Regions from separate parts of the Sus scrofa genome. Here region 2 is linked to region 1. A link is a contact called in public HiChIP or PLAC-seq data. All regions are on one chromosome and are shown on one strand. The core of a region is the stretch at or near the end of the contact, and the rest is flanking DNA. Distances in the headings are between cores, read along the strand shown. Region 1 overlaps RARG (a long non-coding RNA gene). Region 2 overlaps ATF7 (cyclic AMP-dependent transcription factor ATF-7).

Evidence for each region. HiChIP or PLAC-seq counts read pairs in DNA pulled down with a chosen protein or histone mark.
Region 2: a contact with region 1 is called in an H3K27ac HiChIP or PLAC-seq map of alveolar macrophages. The contact joins two enhancer-like sites. A contact is called at or near these places in 1 of 5 promoter capture datasets (fetal skeletal muscle), 1 of 47 Hi-C or Micro-C datasets (embryonic fibroblasts) and 1 of 2 datasets of contacts at active chromatin or transcription factors (alveolar macrophages).

The regions. Positions count from the first base shown.
Region 1 is chr5:18,436,378-18,444,330 of Sscrofa11.1, forward strand. It overlaps RARG (a long non-coding RNA gene), which reads right to left. Exons shown (of 9, transcript XR_002343956.1): 3 at 5,742-5,890; 4 at 5,356-5,497; 5 at 4,523-4,683; 6 at 4,146-4,322; 7 at 3,342-3,546; 8 at 2,543-2,701; 9 at 1-1,188. Among named protein-coding and RNA genes, the nearest start is that of ITGB7, 6.0 kb to the left of the region's middle. Within about 2 kb of position 3,349, at least 5 of the 83 cell types and tissues checked have an H3K27ac peak or open chromatin away from gene starts, as enhancers often do. A contact at or near this core is called in alveolar macrophages, where this site is marked.
Region 2 is chr5:18,734,445-18,742,397 of Sscrofa11.1, forward strand. ATF7 (cyclic AMP-dependent transcription factor ATF-7) reads right to left here. Exons shown (of 11, transcript XM_013987080.2): 8 at 7,919-7,953; 9 at 4,531-4,728; 10 at 2,801-2,909. Among named protein-coding and RNA genes, the nearest start is that of NPFF, 14 kb to the left of the region's middle. Within about 2 kb of position 4,902, at least 11 of the 83 cell types and tissues checked have an H3K27ac peak or open chromatin away from gene starts, as enhancers often do. A contact at or near this core is called in alveolar macrophages, where this site is marked.

The sequences.
Region 1 (7,953 bases), core at 2,099-4,598:
AGAGAAAAAAGGGGAGCCAGTGGGACTCTTATTTGGCAGCTAAATACAAACTGGGGACTGGAGGGAGAAGGGAGGGGTCACAGGGGCCCTGGGCTCCCCCTCCCAAGACCCCCGGAGGAAGGGGTCAATTCCAGGGTGTAAACAAAAGCTAATAAATAAATAGAGGCTTCCTCTGGGTCAGGGCGGGATCAGCTAAGCAGTGCCCACCCCCCTCTCCCTGGACCAAGCTGCTCTGGGGTCAAGGGGGAAGGCACTAGGGGGAGAGGGATTCCCCTGGCCCCTCTGTAGTGTAGGAGGGTCCCTGCCCCATGGCTGAGATGGGGGGCAGGGGGAGCCCAAGGCACATGACAGGACTGGGGTAGGGGCTTGTAACGGTAAAGGCCGGGCCCAAGCAAAGAGGTGCAGAACGGACCTGCATCGGTCCCTTCACCCTCTGCACCCCTACCCCCCGCCCCCACAGACACGCAGGGCCCGGCCCGCCCCACCCTGACTGGCACGAGGATGGGGCATAGCGGGCAGCATGCACCTGGCAGGTGCCTTATGCAGCATTAGGCACCAAGGGCAAGAGGGTGGGCTCAGCCCCCCCCCAGCCCCCGCTCCCTTTTGGTGTCTAGTGTTCCTGTTTGCTCCCAGAGGCCTAAGCACCTGGCAGAGGGAGGGGCTGTGGAATGGCAGGGTCGCCCTCCTGCCCTGGGGAGCCTGGGACCCTGGGGTCTGTGGGGCAGTGTTGCGATTTGAGAGTCCAAACCCAGGCTCGCCCCCTGACCGCTCTCCTGGAGGGACCAGGGCAGGCCCCCAAGTCTGCAGAGGGAGCCGGTCAGAGCAGGAAGGGGATGAACACAGAGGCACCCCTGGAAACTTTGGCAAAAACAAGGAGCTCATTGGAAGGGGCGGGGAGAGGGCAGAGCAGGTCCTCCCCCAGGCACCGGCCGCGTCTGGGAGATGGTCAGTCTGCTGCCTGGAGCCCCAAACCCCGCGGCAGGGGAAGTCAGGGGCCCTGGTCGGGGTGGGGGCTGCGGCCCCCTTTGCCCGGGCCCCTGGCAACCTCGTCCTCACTGGAGGACTTGGGGTGGGGGCCAGGCTGCGAGGAGTCGTCCTCAAACATTTCGGGGTTCTCCAGCATTTCTCGGATCAGGGGAGGCATTGGGCCTGGAATCTCCATCTTCAGGGTAATGGCCCTTTCCGCTCCTGCAATAGAGGGGTAATGAGATTTGGAGGGGGCTGAAGCACGGCCCCTAAGGGCACCTCCCTAGCCTTGCTCAACCACCCTCTGACGCCGCTCTGGGGGCTCCCAGCCCAGGCCCGCCACCTGTCTGTCACCCTCTCCCTGGTCTAGGGATCCTGGGGTGGTCCACTCCTCTGCCTGTCTTCTCTGCCAAGCCTGCTGCCCATGCATCTCACCCTTTCAGGCTGTCTCCTCAAAGATCACAAGGTGTCCAACTGCCAGCCTCAACCTCCAAGACACCCTCCCTTAATGACTATAGCTTGTCAGTTGTTCCTAGGGCTGTTTTTAATAACGACTATAATTTTTTTTTTTTTTTTTTTGTCTTTTTGCCATTTCTTGGGCCGCTCTCACAGCATGTGGAGGTTCCCAGGCTAGGGGTCGAATTGGAGCTGTAGCCACCAGCCTAGGCCAGAGCCACAGCAACGCAGGATCCGAGCTGCATCTGCAACCTACACCACAGCTCATAGCAATGGCGGATCCTTAACCCACTGAGCAAGGCCAGGGATCGAACCCACAACCTCATGGTTCCTAGTTGGATTCGTTAACCACTGCGCCACGACGGGAACTCCAATAATGTCTATAATTAGAACTAACATGCAAACACTATCTGCCAGGCATCCTTCTAAACCAGACTGTCCGGGAGTTCCCACTGTGGCTCAGTGGGTTAAGAACCTGGCTAATATCCATGAGGACACAGGTTCGATCCCTGGCCTCGCTCAGTGGGTTAAGGATCTGGCGTTGCCACAAGCTGTGGCGCAGGTCACAGATGCAGCTCGGATCTGGCGTTGCTGTGGCTGTGGTGTAGGCTGGCAGCTGCAGCTCCTATTCGACCCCTAGCCTGGGAACCTCCATATGTCTCGGGAGCAGCCCAAGAAATAGCAAAAAAAAAGACAACAACAACAACAATAACAAAAAAAAACCCAGCACAGTCCAATAGAACTTTCTGGGATGATGGAAATATCTCTTCCATCCTGTGCAGTAGGCACTGGCCGCGCATGTGGCTGCTGAGCACTGGCAGCGTGGCTACCGCAACGGAGGAACTGAATTTGTAATTCAGTGCAGTTCTAAGTCCATTGGAGGTTGACTCACTTTTCCTTCACAACACTTAGAAGGTAGATTTCAGTCTAGCTCAGTTTACAAACAGGAAAATAAGGAAAAAAAGGAAAGGCGTTTGCCCAAAGCATCCCCACTAGCGTGTGGCAGAGCTGGGAGGCCTGCGTAGGCGGCCTGGGTCTCAGCTCCTCTGTACTCGTCTCTGTCTGAACTGGGAGACCGGCAGCTCTGGGAAGAGAGAGGGGAGGCTCGCTCCCAACTAACCCTTGGTGCTGATGCCCCGGAGGTCGGTAATCTTCATGAGCATCCTCGGGAACATGTAGGGCTGGCTGGGCCGCCGCCGCCGGGCATAGAGCCTCAGGGCTTCCAGCAATGGCTCCTGCAGCTTGTCCACTTTCTCGGGTTCCTCCAGGTCCATGCGGTCTGTGGGGATGAGCACAGGGGAGAGAGCGGGGAAGAGATGGGGAAGACAGTGACAAATGGCTGATCCCAAGAGGCCCTGCCCTATGGCCCTCTGGGCCCCAAACTTTTGGGGTTTTTGTTTGTTTGCTTGTTTGTTTGTTTACGTTCCACTTTTGGCCGCCCCGTGACATAGAGAGTTTCCAGGCCAGGGATCAGATCTGAGCTGCAGTTGCGACCTAAGCCAAAGATAGGGCAATGCCAGATCCTTACTTAACCCACTGTGCCAGGCCGGGGATCGAACCTGCGTCCCAGCGCTCCCAAGACACCACTGACCATCTTGTACCAGCGGGAGCTTTCAGGGCCCAAACTTTAACCCAGGCCATTTCCACTGCTCCAAGCCCTGTCCCGCCCCCTCTTCGGCAGGAGGTTTTCTCTGGTAAATCACTCCTGCCCGGACCTCTATGTCAGCACTAGTATCTGGGGTCTCCTCAGCTTCCCCTGGCTCTACCCTTCTTTTTGTTCTTTGTTCCAAGCCACCAGGGAGTCTGTACAGGAGCTGAGAAGTCTGTGGATGGGACCAAGGTCTCCCGCCTGGTGGGAGCTAAGGTGTGGGGTATGATAGGAAAGGAGCCCAAGTAAACGCCAGGGGGCGCCCGCGCACCTCCGCAGATGAGGCAGATGGCGCTGAGCAGCCCTGTCTCTGTGTCATCCATCTCCAGTGGCAGGAGCTGCCCAGCAAAGGCAAAGACGAGGTCTGTGAGGGGCCCGAAGCCAGCATTGTGCATCTGGGTCCGGTTCAGGGTCAGCCCATCAGAGAAGGTCATGGTGTCCTGCTCCGGGGTGTACCTTGTGCAGATCCGCAGCATCTGGAGGTGGGTGGGGGGTGGAGGCTTAGTGCTCTCTCTGGGGAGGCGTGCTTATGGGGGTGAGGAAAAGAGGGAATGAGGTACAGGCGCAAGGTGAGGAGGTTAGGTCCCAAGAAGGGCTGCCTGAGCAGGGAGGAGGAGGGAGGCAGCGAGGTGGAGGTTCTGAAGCTGGGAGAGGAAAGAGAAGTCAGAAGGAGGCAGGGCTTCCAGGAGTCTTAAGATCAGCTTTTAAGGGCCGTGGAGTTCCCACTGTGGCATAACGTAATCAGCAGTGCTCTGCAGTGCCAGGATGCAGCAGCACCAGGATGCAGGTTCAATCCCCAGCCTGGGATAGTGAGTCAGGGATCCGGCATTGCTGCAGCTGCGGGGTAGGTCACAACTGCGGCTCCAATCTGATCCCTGGCCAAGGAACTTCATATGCCGCGGGGTGGCCAAAAAAGAAAAAAGAGAGAGAGCTTCAGTTTGGGAGTTTGAGGAAATCTGGGGAGTCCCAGACTGCAGGCGGAATGCGAGGTAATGAAATCTTTGTGTGGATCAACTCCTTGGTCTTACATGAGGGTCAGGCTGTGGCAGAAGACGGGCCACAGGGTTTAACTTACCAGGATGTCCAGGCAGGCAGCCTTGAGCAGAGTGATCTGGTCAGCAATGCTGAGCCCTGTAAAGCCGGGCAGCCGCTTGGCAAACTCCACGATCTTAATGATGCACTTGGTGGCCAGCTCACTGAACTTGTCCCACAGCCCCAGATCCAGCTGCACGCGGTGGTCTGCACTGGAGTTCTGCAGGAAGGACATTAGAACATGAGCTAAGGCCCACCCTGGGGGGCTCTCTTCCTGCCAATAGCCCAGGCTCTCCCTCCTGCATTCGGATGCCCTCCTTGTCATCAGCACCAGACCGTGGCTCCAACACCAATCCCCCCCCACCTATTCTCTGAAGTCAACGGTCCCCTTCCCGCAGGGGGGCCCTGCCCACTCCTCACCGTGGTGTATTTGCCCAGCTGGCAGAGCGAGGGGAACGTCTCTTGATGGGCTTTGCTGACCTTGGTGATGAGCTCTTCTAACTGGGGGCTCAGTTCATAGCTGTCAAGCGACCCTTCTTCCTTCACCTCTTTCTTCTTCTTGTTCCGATCATTCCGCACAGCTTGGAGGCAGAGGCGCCAGGAGAGGGTCAGGACCCTAAGAACCTCCCTCCAGATATCCCCTCTCACCCTGATCGAATGTGCTCAGTCCTTCTCAGGAAGGTTCCGCCCCTGGGACCCTAGGCAGGGCCTCCGTTACACTGTCTCCCAACCTAGCTCCCATTCCCCAGCTGGCTCTCCCCAGCCCCACCCAGGGCCTGCAGCCCCTGCTCCCTCCCCAGGCCATTCGGCTCCATCCTGCCCTTCCTGTCACCCTGCAGGAGCTGGGGAGGGGGGGGGGCAGGATATGCAGGCAGCAGGATATCCACTTATAGCCTTGGCAGCACAATGGCGCAGGGGAGGGGGGGCACCCCAGATCCACTTCGGGCTTAGTCCTGGGAGCAGGGGAGGGGACTGGCAAGCCCCCCCAACTTCCCCATGAAACAGGGAATGTGCAGTGCTCACCCCCATTCCCTCATTCAGAGGAAGGGTTAAGCTCTGAGAAGGGAGAAGGGGAAGGGGTGGGGTCTCCTGGGTGAATGGAGCTAATCAAATAGGACTGGCCCTGTGGTGGAGGCAGCACTCCAGGGCAGGCTGGATCTGGGAGGTCAGGGAAGTGGGGGTGGCAGTGGGAAGAGGGTGGCAACCACAGGCTAGGACAGGAGCGCTCTGCCCAGGCAGGCCGAAGAGCCTACCTTCCTTGGACATGCCAACTTCAAAGCACTTCTGTAGCCGGCAGTACTGGCAACGATTCCGGGTCACCTTGTTGATGATACAGTTTTTGTCGCGGTGACATGTATACACCATGTTCTTCTGGATGCTGCGGCGGAAGAAGCCCTGGAGTTGGGGGCGGGGGTGGGGGGGTGGCGGAGGATCAGTGAAGCAGGATGCTGGGAGTGCCAGCCTCTCCTGGGCTTCGCAGGTTGCCCCAGGCCTGCCCTAATCTCTTAACCACCTCTGTGCAAAGCAGCCAGCCGCCTCCCACCCCAGAGGGACACACACACACACATGCACAATGAATCTCTGATCTCGCCCAGCTAACTCTGGATGCCCAGTGTGCCCGCCCCCACCACATACACACCTTGCAGCCTTCACAAGAGCTGACCCCGTAGTGGTAGCCAGAGGACTTGTCATTGCACACGAAGCACGGCTTGTAGACCCGGGGAGGTGGAGGGGGCGAGGGCGAGCTGGGCACCATCTCCTCTGAGCTAGTGCTCTGCGTCTCCACCGCTGGGGGGAAGCAGCGACGTGAGGGTCAGGAGAGAAGGACCCCCTCTGGGGGGGGGGCCTCTCTAGGCATCCTTATCAGATATACACCCGGCTCCTATTCCCACTTCTTCCTCTGGCTCAGCGGTGACAACACCATCGCCAACACAGGGATCCACAGCCCCACGGTAAACACCTCCAGAAAACCCCACACGACCAGTATGAGACTTTATACAGTCTGGCCATCTCCCCCTACAATAACGCCCTCCATGCCACGCTCAAGTCCCCAAATTCCAGGTCCAGGACATTCCGGAAGTTAAATTCTCTGGGCCTCAGTTTCCCCAGTTACAAAGTGGGTGTGTGGGGCAGAGTGGGGGGTCGTTATGGCCCATGGCTCTGAACTCTCTCCTCACTCCATCACATCGGGTCCTTGTCACGTAGTCTCCATTCTCTCCCTCATGAGGCCATAGATCTGGGGGAGGAGGCAGTTCCAGGCCACCTGTGGCGGGCACCTGGCTAAAGGCCCTGCTGGGAGACTCAGTGGGGGGACCTGAGCAGTCCTGTCCCCCAAGCACTACGGGGTGGACCAGCCTTGAGCTCTTCCCCTTCCGACCACCCCACCAAATAACTGCCCATGTCCTTTTCCCCAGAAACCACCGAGACAGGGGAGCCCATGGGACCCAGGTATTGGGAAAGTAGGTTAAGGCATCTGCAACAGGCTCCTTCTACACCTGAAGACGCTGAGGCCAAGAGAGGGACGTGACCAGCTAGGGCCACCCCGCCAGGCAGTGGAGCCAAGGTCCTTGGGTCTTCGGACTAGATCTAAGTGGCTTAGCCTGAAGTTAGAGAAGGTAGGAAGGGGAGGCAGCTATGTGCTCAGAGTCTCAGGTCCAGAAGCTGGTGGGGGAGTAGCAAACCAGAGCAGTCAGGTGACAGTGGGTAAACAGGGCTGATGGGGGAGGGGAGCTCCCTCTGGACACTCTCTGAGGGCGTCCACACTCCTAAAAGCCCCCCCCCCCCGGGCAAATACCCGATCACGCCTCTAAAGAGATCTCAGCCCATGTCATGCAGTGTCGGTGGGCGGGGGGGAGGGCACCCTCTGTTTGGGAGGCTGCTGAGTAAACCATTTTGGGGTGTGAGTTGATCACCAGAGGCTAGAAAAAAAAAAATCTATACATTATTCAACCTGTAGGACCAGTTGCCCAAACCTGGAGGGGCCAAGTTAAGGCAAGAAAACCCTAAGACCCGCCCTCAGGAGTGTCCCTGGCTTGTACCCACCTCAGGAACACCTTCCTCCTTCTAGCCCGCTGCAGCCCACCTGGTCAGAAGTCCACCCCGGCCTCCAGCAGGACAGAAGGAATGCCCGGGATGCTGGGGTTCCGGGCTAGCTCCACCCTCCCCACAGGAGGGAAGCCCTCCCCGCCCCCCAACACACCAGACACTCGATTAGCATAAGAATCCAGCTGGAGTGAGATTCCCCCATGAAAAGGGAGAGAGAGGAGGGAACGTAAGAAGGGTGCCCAGAGTCTATTCAGGACCGGGTGGGAGGTCCCAGGGGGCCTGGTGCTGAGAGCTGGGGGGTGGGGGGTGGGGTGCTGGAATCTTTTCAGGATGGTGCCGAGGGCACTGAGCTGCCCACAGGCCATTGCGTGGGGTGGTGCTCACTTGGCGCTGACGCCCTCCCTGCCCGCAGAGCGCTGCCTCACTTCCTCTCTTGCGAAAGGACCTGGGTGCGGTCAGACTGGCATGGGCCAGTGCCAGCCAATTAGGAGACTGGGGGCAGCGGCAGTGGCAGGGAGAGAGGCCCCCCAGGGGCAGCTTTTCTCATCTACATGGTACTGTCACCCCTTCTCAGCACCCCTCTGGCACACTCCCACCCCCGAACCCTAAAGTGCAGCCCAGTCTGGGTCAGTCTGGGGGCCAAGGGCGCAGGAAGGCTAATCGGGTCAACTCCACTCAGATTCCCTTCTCAGCCCTGGGCAGAGAGCCCACCACGGGGGATGCCGCTCCTGGGCTAAGCAGGGGCCCCTGCTGGGGAGGAGGGGGGTGGGCTCTGGGTTTTTCTCCTTTTAAAGCCCAAATTGCTG
Region 2 (7,953 bases), core at 3,652-6,151, 300 kb after region 1:
CTCTGTGAAGCCTTCTTTGTTATGCTCAGGACATTAACTATTTCATCACTTGTGCTTGCAGAGCATACATTCATTTACTCATCAAATACTTCTTGAGTACTGCCCATGTGCCAGGCACTGGCATATATAAAGAATACAGAGGATCCCTGCCCTCAGGAAGCTCTGGTCTAGGGGTGCTCTAGGATAGCTGTGCTTACCTTATTCATGGGTTGATACGTTTATCTCCTCATAACCCTATGAGTCTCTCAGAGGTAGGAATAGTGTCTCATTTGTCCTGTGTCAGGTACCTACCACAATGTCTACACCACACAGTAGGAATGAAGTACATCTATGCTGTAACAAATAAATAATTTCAAAGATTGACTACCTGTCAGAGTTCCTGTAGGGACTGAATAGAAACCTTACTGTATACAGACTTTATATGGATAAATATTCAGTTCTTAGGTCTTTCTTAGCTTATCAAAAGGATCTGAAAGAGTTGCTCACTAAACTTCTTGAAAAGCTTCCTTGTCTGACCTTACAGAACACCATATTCAGCTACTCAGCTGTTCCTCCTACCTGTTTGGCTGCTCACTCTCATCTCTCTGACCTCTAAATGCTGCAGTGTTCAGGGCTCAGTCCTGGGACTTCTCTTTTTCTACCTACGCTTCTCCTTTGACAATAACATCTCATCCAGTTTCACGGCTTTAAAAACTAACCATACTTTTCTGACTCCCGAAGTTGTACCTTCAGTCTTTTCCCTGAACTGCAGATGCACACAACCAGCTGCTTGCTTGACAGCTCCACCTGTAAGCCTAAGAGGCCGCTTAAACAGCCTGTCCAAATCTGAGCTCCAGAGAGACCACCCAACCCATTTCTTTCCACACTTCCCTCATCTCAATCAATGGCAATTCCATTCCTGCAGTGGCTCAGGCCAAAACCTTTTGTGCAATTTTTCTTTTCTTTTCAGGTCCACACCTGTGGCATATGGAAGTTCCCAGGCTAGGGGTCGACTGGAGTGGCAGCTGCCGGTCTACACCACAGTCAACAGCAGCACCAGATCTGAACTGCATCTGTGACCTACACCAATGGCAATGTCAGATCCTTAACCCACTGAGCAGAGCCAGGGATCGAACCCATATCCTCATGGATACTAATTGGATTAGTTACCACTGAGCCATGACAGGAACTCCTGGTGCAATTTTTGATTCTTTTTCTCACATATACTTCCCCATACAGGAGTCATTAAACCTTGTCACTCTAACTTCAAAAGATATCCTGAATTATATCCCTTCTCATCACTTCCACTACCACCATCCTGGTCCAAGGCTCTATCATCTCTTGCTCATGTGAGTGTGACAGCCCCCTAGGCGGACTACCTGCTTCTGCATTCTTACACTCTCTAACAGAGTGATCCTGTTCAACACAAGTCAGATCAGTGATGTCACTACTCTCCTGAAAACCCCTTCATGTTCCCCAATGTAGAACAAAAACTGAGGTCTTCACCATGACCAATGGGGCCCTAAATGCTCCCATTACCTCCCCTACCTCATTTCCAAATACGCTCCATCCCCCATTCTCTCCAATCCGGCCAGACACCAGTCTCCCTGGTGTTCCTAGAATGTGCTAGACGTGCTCCCACGTTGGGTGGCATGTACTTTTCCTCCGGCTTGCAGTACTTTTCTCCCATATTGACACATGGCTAGCCCCCTCACTTCCCTAAGGTCTTCCGTCAAAAGCCACCTCATCTAAAATTTCAAGTATTGCCAACATTTCATACTCCTTTTCCCTGTTTTTTTCTTCCAAGCATGTACTCTTTATCTAACATACTATATATTGTACCTATCTGTCTTGTTTATTGCCTGTCTCACCTGCTAAAATACAACCCCCTCAAGGGCAGGGACTTTAATCTAATATATTTGGTTCCCTATTGTACCCTCAGCATGTAAAATAGTACCTGGCACAGAACAGGCTCAATCACTATCTGCTTAATGAATGAACGTACCCTGAGGTGCCCATTAAAATTAAAATTCAAATGGAGATGTTTAAAATTGGTGATGTGGTTACTCTTTTTCTATAGGAACACATCTCTGAAAGGAAGACTGTTAGTGGAAAAACAATTCAATATATCAAAATTTGATAGCCAACATTTAGATGAATTCTTTAATTTGTAAGGGAAAATGATTTATTAGCTCTTCCTGTCAATAAGCAAGTTATTCACAGTAATTTTAATTTCAGGATTGTGCTTAGCCTGAGCATGACTCTGTGACCAGCTCTTTCTAGCTCTATATTATGTGTGTGCATGGATTACAAACTGAAACTGTCATCAGCTCATCACTAGAAAGATAGAATACACCTCCAAATTTTGATACTGAACAGACCCCAATGTATCATCTGCTGTTGTAGCTTCCTGAGGCCAAGAGAGAAGCTCTGGAATAACGAAGAGCTGGTTCTGAATCTTGGCTCTGCTACTTTACCAACTGTCTAACTTCAGGCTGACTAATCTGAGTGCAGTTTTCTTGTGTATAAATGAGGTAATATCTATTTCATGAGAGAACTGGGAAAATGGTTGAGTGTCTCACACAAAATAGGCAGCCAGTAGATATACTGCTGCCCTTTATCTCCAACTACGACAGATGATTAGGGCAACTACCCTGTTCTCAAAAAAATTTTTAGTAAGATTGGTTGTTCCGCAAAAGCAGCCCACCCATCAGTCTGGACTCCCCAGAACAGTCAGAATAGGGTTATAAAATAATAAGCAGTTGAGATACTCATTATAGGAGTCTACTGACTGACTCTGCTTAGGTTGGGAGCTACTCACCTAAATAGCCTTGGGTCTTTTTCTGTAGTGCCGTGACTGGGCAGTCTTTATGAGCTAACAGTAGCTGTTTCAACTGAGCCACCTCATTGCGTAGTAACGTGACTTCATTCTGAAGAGGGAGGGAAGAAAAGAATATCAAGAAAATTCATGCTCTGCTCTTGAACCCCTACTGGCTATTCCTAAAGTGAGGACAGAATGTTGCCTAGATTTTTCTCCCTTGAATCTGGGAAAAATCCAGCAAGGCTTCAGATAGCCCAGGGCCTCTACAGCCAGAAATTCAATGACAGTATCTGCTTACAGTGATAGCAGGGATATAAAATAGAAAAATTACTATTTAGGATAAATGTGATTATGCCGAAATTAATAATGCACATGTCCTTTGACTAAGAAAGTCTAGCTGCAGGAATCTATTTAACAAAGCTATCTACTCAACTGTATATAATGTACACTGCAGCAGTGCTGTTCTGGCAAAACATTAGAACTATCCATACCTTATAATATAACTACATAATACAATGTTACTACTATACAGCTATTTTAAAAAATGAAGTAGGGGAGTTCCCTTCGTGGCGCAGTGGAAACGAATCCGACTAGGAACCATGACGTTGCAGGTTCGATCCCTGGCCTTGCTCAGTGGGTTAAGGCTCTGGCATTGCCGAGAGCTGTGGTACAGGCTGCAGACTCGGCTTGGATCTGGCATTGCTGTGGCTGTGGTGTAGGCTGGTGTCTACAGCTCCAATTAGACCCCTAGCCTGGGAACCTCCATATGCTGTGCGTGTGGCCCTAAAATGACAAAAAACAGAAAAAAAAAGTAGGTCCTCTGTACCTATGGCTAGATGTCCAGAAGATAACTGTTTTTACGTTAAAACAGATGCACAGTCTCCCCCCCAAAAAAAACTATAAATGGAAACAAAATAGAAATACATGTATGTTTGGTAGGTACACATCAAACTCATCTATCAGAAGAGAATGAGACTGGGAAAGGAATACAGAGGAGGGACTTTATTTTTATTCTATAGTTGTGTGTGTGAATGTCTATCATATATATTTACATACAAAAACATTACCTTTAAAAAAATAAAAAATAAAAATATTACCTTTGTAATGAATAATGAAATCTTTTAATAACTAATCAGAAGAGGGGAAAATAGTTTTCAGAAAAATATCTGGATTATAACTGTTCTATTTTTGCTTGTGAGGCTTTTCCTTTCTTTTATTAAGCTGCATTATCTGGGGCAAATACATTTTTCCCTTTGGGTGTTCCACTACCCCAATCAGATTCTACTGACAACTTAAAAGAGCACCTGGGGCACTTAATCTAATTCCCTTTATCCAATCGGGTCTATGGATGACTCATCCTAGTAACAGATTTGGGAGTAGATGGTGAGTGTCCTTTCTAGCCCTTGGGGAAGAGATTTCAACTCTGACTGTTGAGAGAGTCTTTCTGCATTCTTCCTGGCATAGTCTCTGGATCTGTCTTAATTAATTAATTAATTAATTAATTAATTAATTTTTTTTTTTTTTTGCCACACCCTGGCATGTGGAAGTTCTTGGGCCAGGGATCAAACCCATACCACAGCAGCGACCAAAGCCGCTGTAGTGACAACACTAGATCCTTAACCTACTCAGATTTGTCTTCAGTTAAAGAACTACCATCTTCTATTATATTGTCCCACTTTCCTGATTCAAACTCACTTTCCAGATTCAACAATCACCCAGGACCCACTTACACTCAGCTGAATGTTCTGAGAAGTGAGTTCCTCTGCCTTCTTCTCTAGGGAGGACACCCAGAGCTTCCGCTTTTGACGGCAGCGGGAGGCTGCGGCCCGGTTGCGTTCCAGAAAGCGCTGCCGCCGCTCATCCGGATCTTCATCCACTGTGCGCCGCCGCCGCCCTCCAGTACTAGGAGTGGGCTGGGCTGGTGAGACCTGTGGCCCAGAAGGAAGAGTTACTTGAAGGGAACGTCAGTCCTTTCCAAATTAAACCTGACGTTAGATTAGGAAGATCTGGTAAAGATCTGGTAAAGGGATGTACCAGTCTCTGTAACCACAGCAAGTCTCATCACTATGTCCCTTAGCTTCTCTTTTGTAGTAGTTCCTCATTCTGCCTCCCATTTCCTTTCAGTCTTCTCAGTTCCATACTTAGACAAACCACAGTTCAGTTGGAAACTCTGATTATTTCTGAGACAGACAGACAAAAATGAAACTAGGATCACTTTTTGTTTCTTAACAGGAAATCTTGTAGGTAGGGAAATCATAATCAAGGGAGGTGCCAGGGGAACTTTTAGGGAGACTGTGGAATAAAAAACTGGAGAATCAGTGATTTGGACAAGCAATACATACAAAGCAACTACAAGTTTTAGAAAAGGAGAAATGATTTTACTATCAGTGATATGAACTATCATGAAGACATATGGACTAGAATATTTTATTTACAATTAGTTATTAATCATCCTCAGAAATGCCCCCTTCCCTGTCTTGTTTGCTCTGTTTGTTTTTATATTTTTTTGTCTTTTTAGGGCCGCAGCCGTGGCATATGGAGGTTCCCAGCCTAGGGGTCAAGTCGGAGCTACAGCTGCTGGTGTATACCACTGCCACAGCAATGCCAGATCTAAGCTGTGCCTGCAACCTACACCGCAGCTCACGGCAACACCAGATCCTTAACCTACTGAGCGAGGTCAGGGATCGAAACTGCGTCTTCATGGATACCAGCAGGATTCGTTTCTGCTGAACCACAACAGGCACTCCTGCTCTGTTTGTTTTTAAAGAGAAAACGAGTGTGTTTTAATCTCGTTACAAACTGGCCATAAAGGACTGTCTTTTGTTTCTAAACTTCAAGCTGATGTCTCTTGTCTCTAAAGCAGTTCTGAATCCTCTTCCGTTTCTTTTAGCTGGTATGTATTCAAAGAAGACAGTCCAATTTTATAACAGCGGCCAAAATTAAAATACAGAAAGGTCAACCATCTGTATAAAAGAAACCATATAATGTACAACAACGCCAAAAATAAGTTCTTTCTAAATCTGTTGCTATTAGGGAACATCTACACGGGCAGTTCCCAAATGCCAGAACTCACATCAGTTTCATGAGACTAAGCATAAGCTTATAATAGAATCTTATATTCTACTTTAGGCCCTACTGAACCGTGTTCTCCATTATATGGATAATGAAGAGATGATTTTATTTATTCAGATTAATATGCTCTCTCCCAAAAGAAAAAAAATGGAGAGGAAATTTCAAACTCAATTTAATGAGCTAGAGGCCTTGGGTCACTGCTTCTCATTGTACTAAGGGAAGTTTACACAAATTCTCTTGTGATTTTCAATTTGCTCTTTGTCCTGAGCCAACTGGAATACATGTAAATGACAAGTTCCTCTTCTCTCATAGGCAACACAATAACACATGCAGAGAATGGAGATGGAAGAATAGGCCAAGAGAAAGACAGGAAGAATGAGAAGGAAAGGCATTAGCTGTGACTAAAAAAGAAGTCCTGTCATTTCCTCAAGAGGGAAAGCAGCATAACTTGAGCAAGGGAGCTACTGCTTTACCATTTCCAGGGACTGGCATCAGAAGGGGTTACAGGAGGGTGTGCAGGCTTAGCTTCCAACAAGAAAACTCAAATGAAAGCTTTTGTTGTTGGCCAAGGTTTCAGGCAGCATATGGTCATTAAATGTTAGGACATGTGGTAGTAACTGATGAAGCAGGTGGTGACATCAGGAAAAGGGAATGGGTAAAAGATGCAACTCGAGAAACTGATTTCAGGTGGTTGTCACCTAACCAGTACAGACAATATGAAAGCTGAGTCCTATTCAGCTTTCAAAGAAACTTTTACTAAACTGAGACCTCCTTGAAAAAAGAATTGGACTTCTAAATGGGATACCTCTGGCTTTTTTTAAGACTTTAATTTCTCCTGAGAAAAAGAGATTAAGTTGATAAGGAAAAAAGCTTTTTTTTGGGTGTGTATTTGTTTACTGAGCTATTGTTCATACTGTGACATCACATTTTATTAAAATGTGTGTGTGTGTGTGTGTATATATATGTTTTTGTTTTTTTGCTTTTTAGGGCCGTATTTGTGGCATATTGGAGGTTCCCAGGCTAGGGGTTGAATCAGAGCTGTAGCTGCTGGCCTACACCACAGCCAGATCTGAGCCATGTCTATGACCTACAGCTCATGGCAATGCCGGATCCTTAACCCACTGAGCGAGTCCAGGGATTGAACCTGCGTCCTAGTGGATGCTAGTCAGATTCGTTTCCACTGAGCCATGATGGGAACTCCAATATATTGTTTTTTTTTTTTTTGTCTTTTGTCTTTTTTTTTTTTTTTTTTGTCTTTTGTTGTTGTTGTTGTTGCTATTTCTTGGGCCGCTCCCGAGGCATATGGAGATTCCCAGGCTAGGGGTTGAATCAGAGCTGTAGCCACCGGCCTACGCCAGAGCCACAGCAACGCGGGATCCGAGCCGCGTCTGCAACCTACACCACAGCTCACGGCAACGCCGGATCGTTAACCCACTGAGCAAGGGCAGGGACCGAACCCGCAACCTCATGGTTCCTAGTCGGATTCGTTAACCACTGCGCCACGACGGGAACTCCCCAATATATTGTTATTATTTGATTTTTGCTATAAATCTAATCAGTTAAGTTGGGATGGTTTTTTGTTTGTCTTTTTAGGGTAAGACTTAAGATAGGGGAGCCTAGGGGAGTCTCCTTTGGTGTACAAAGTGGACTGAAGTGAGGTTCTGTCACATTTTAGAGTGTTTTGCAGATATGGCATTCATATATAGAAATAACCAAAAAGCAAAAAACAAAAACTGAGACCTGCTCTGTGACAGTTCTGCATTATCAAGTCTGTTTGCATTTGGTATAACACAAGGATGGATAAAGAATAGTATATATATATATACACCTGAAACTAACACAACTCTGTACATTAACTATCTCAATTTAAAAAAAAAAAAAGAATAGTGTATTTTGCAACAAACTGTTAAAAAGAACCAAAATGCAGGTAGTTGCCCAGAAAGCTGAAATTTATTCTTCTTACATTTTCCTGCTCCTTAAAAAACATATATGACTTAAAGAGTAATGGTGACACAGCTGGTTCCCCTATCCAAGGGTCTAACTGACCTGTGGCTGGGCAGGGGATGGGGCATCAGGGTGCT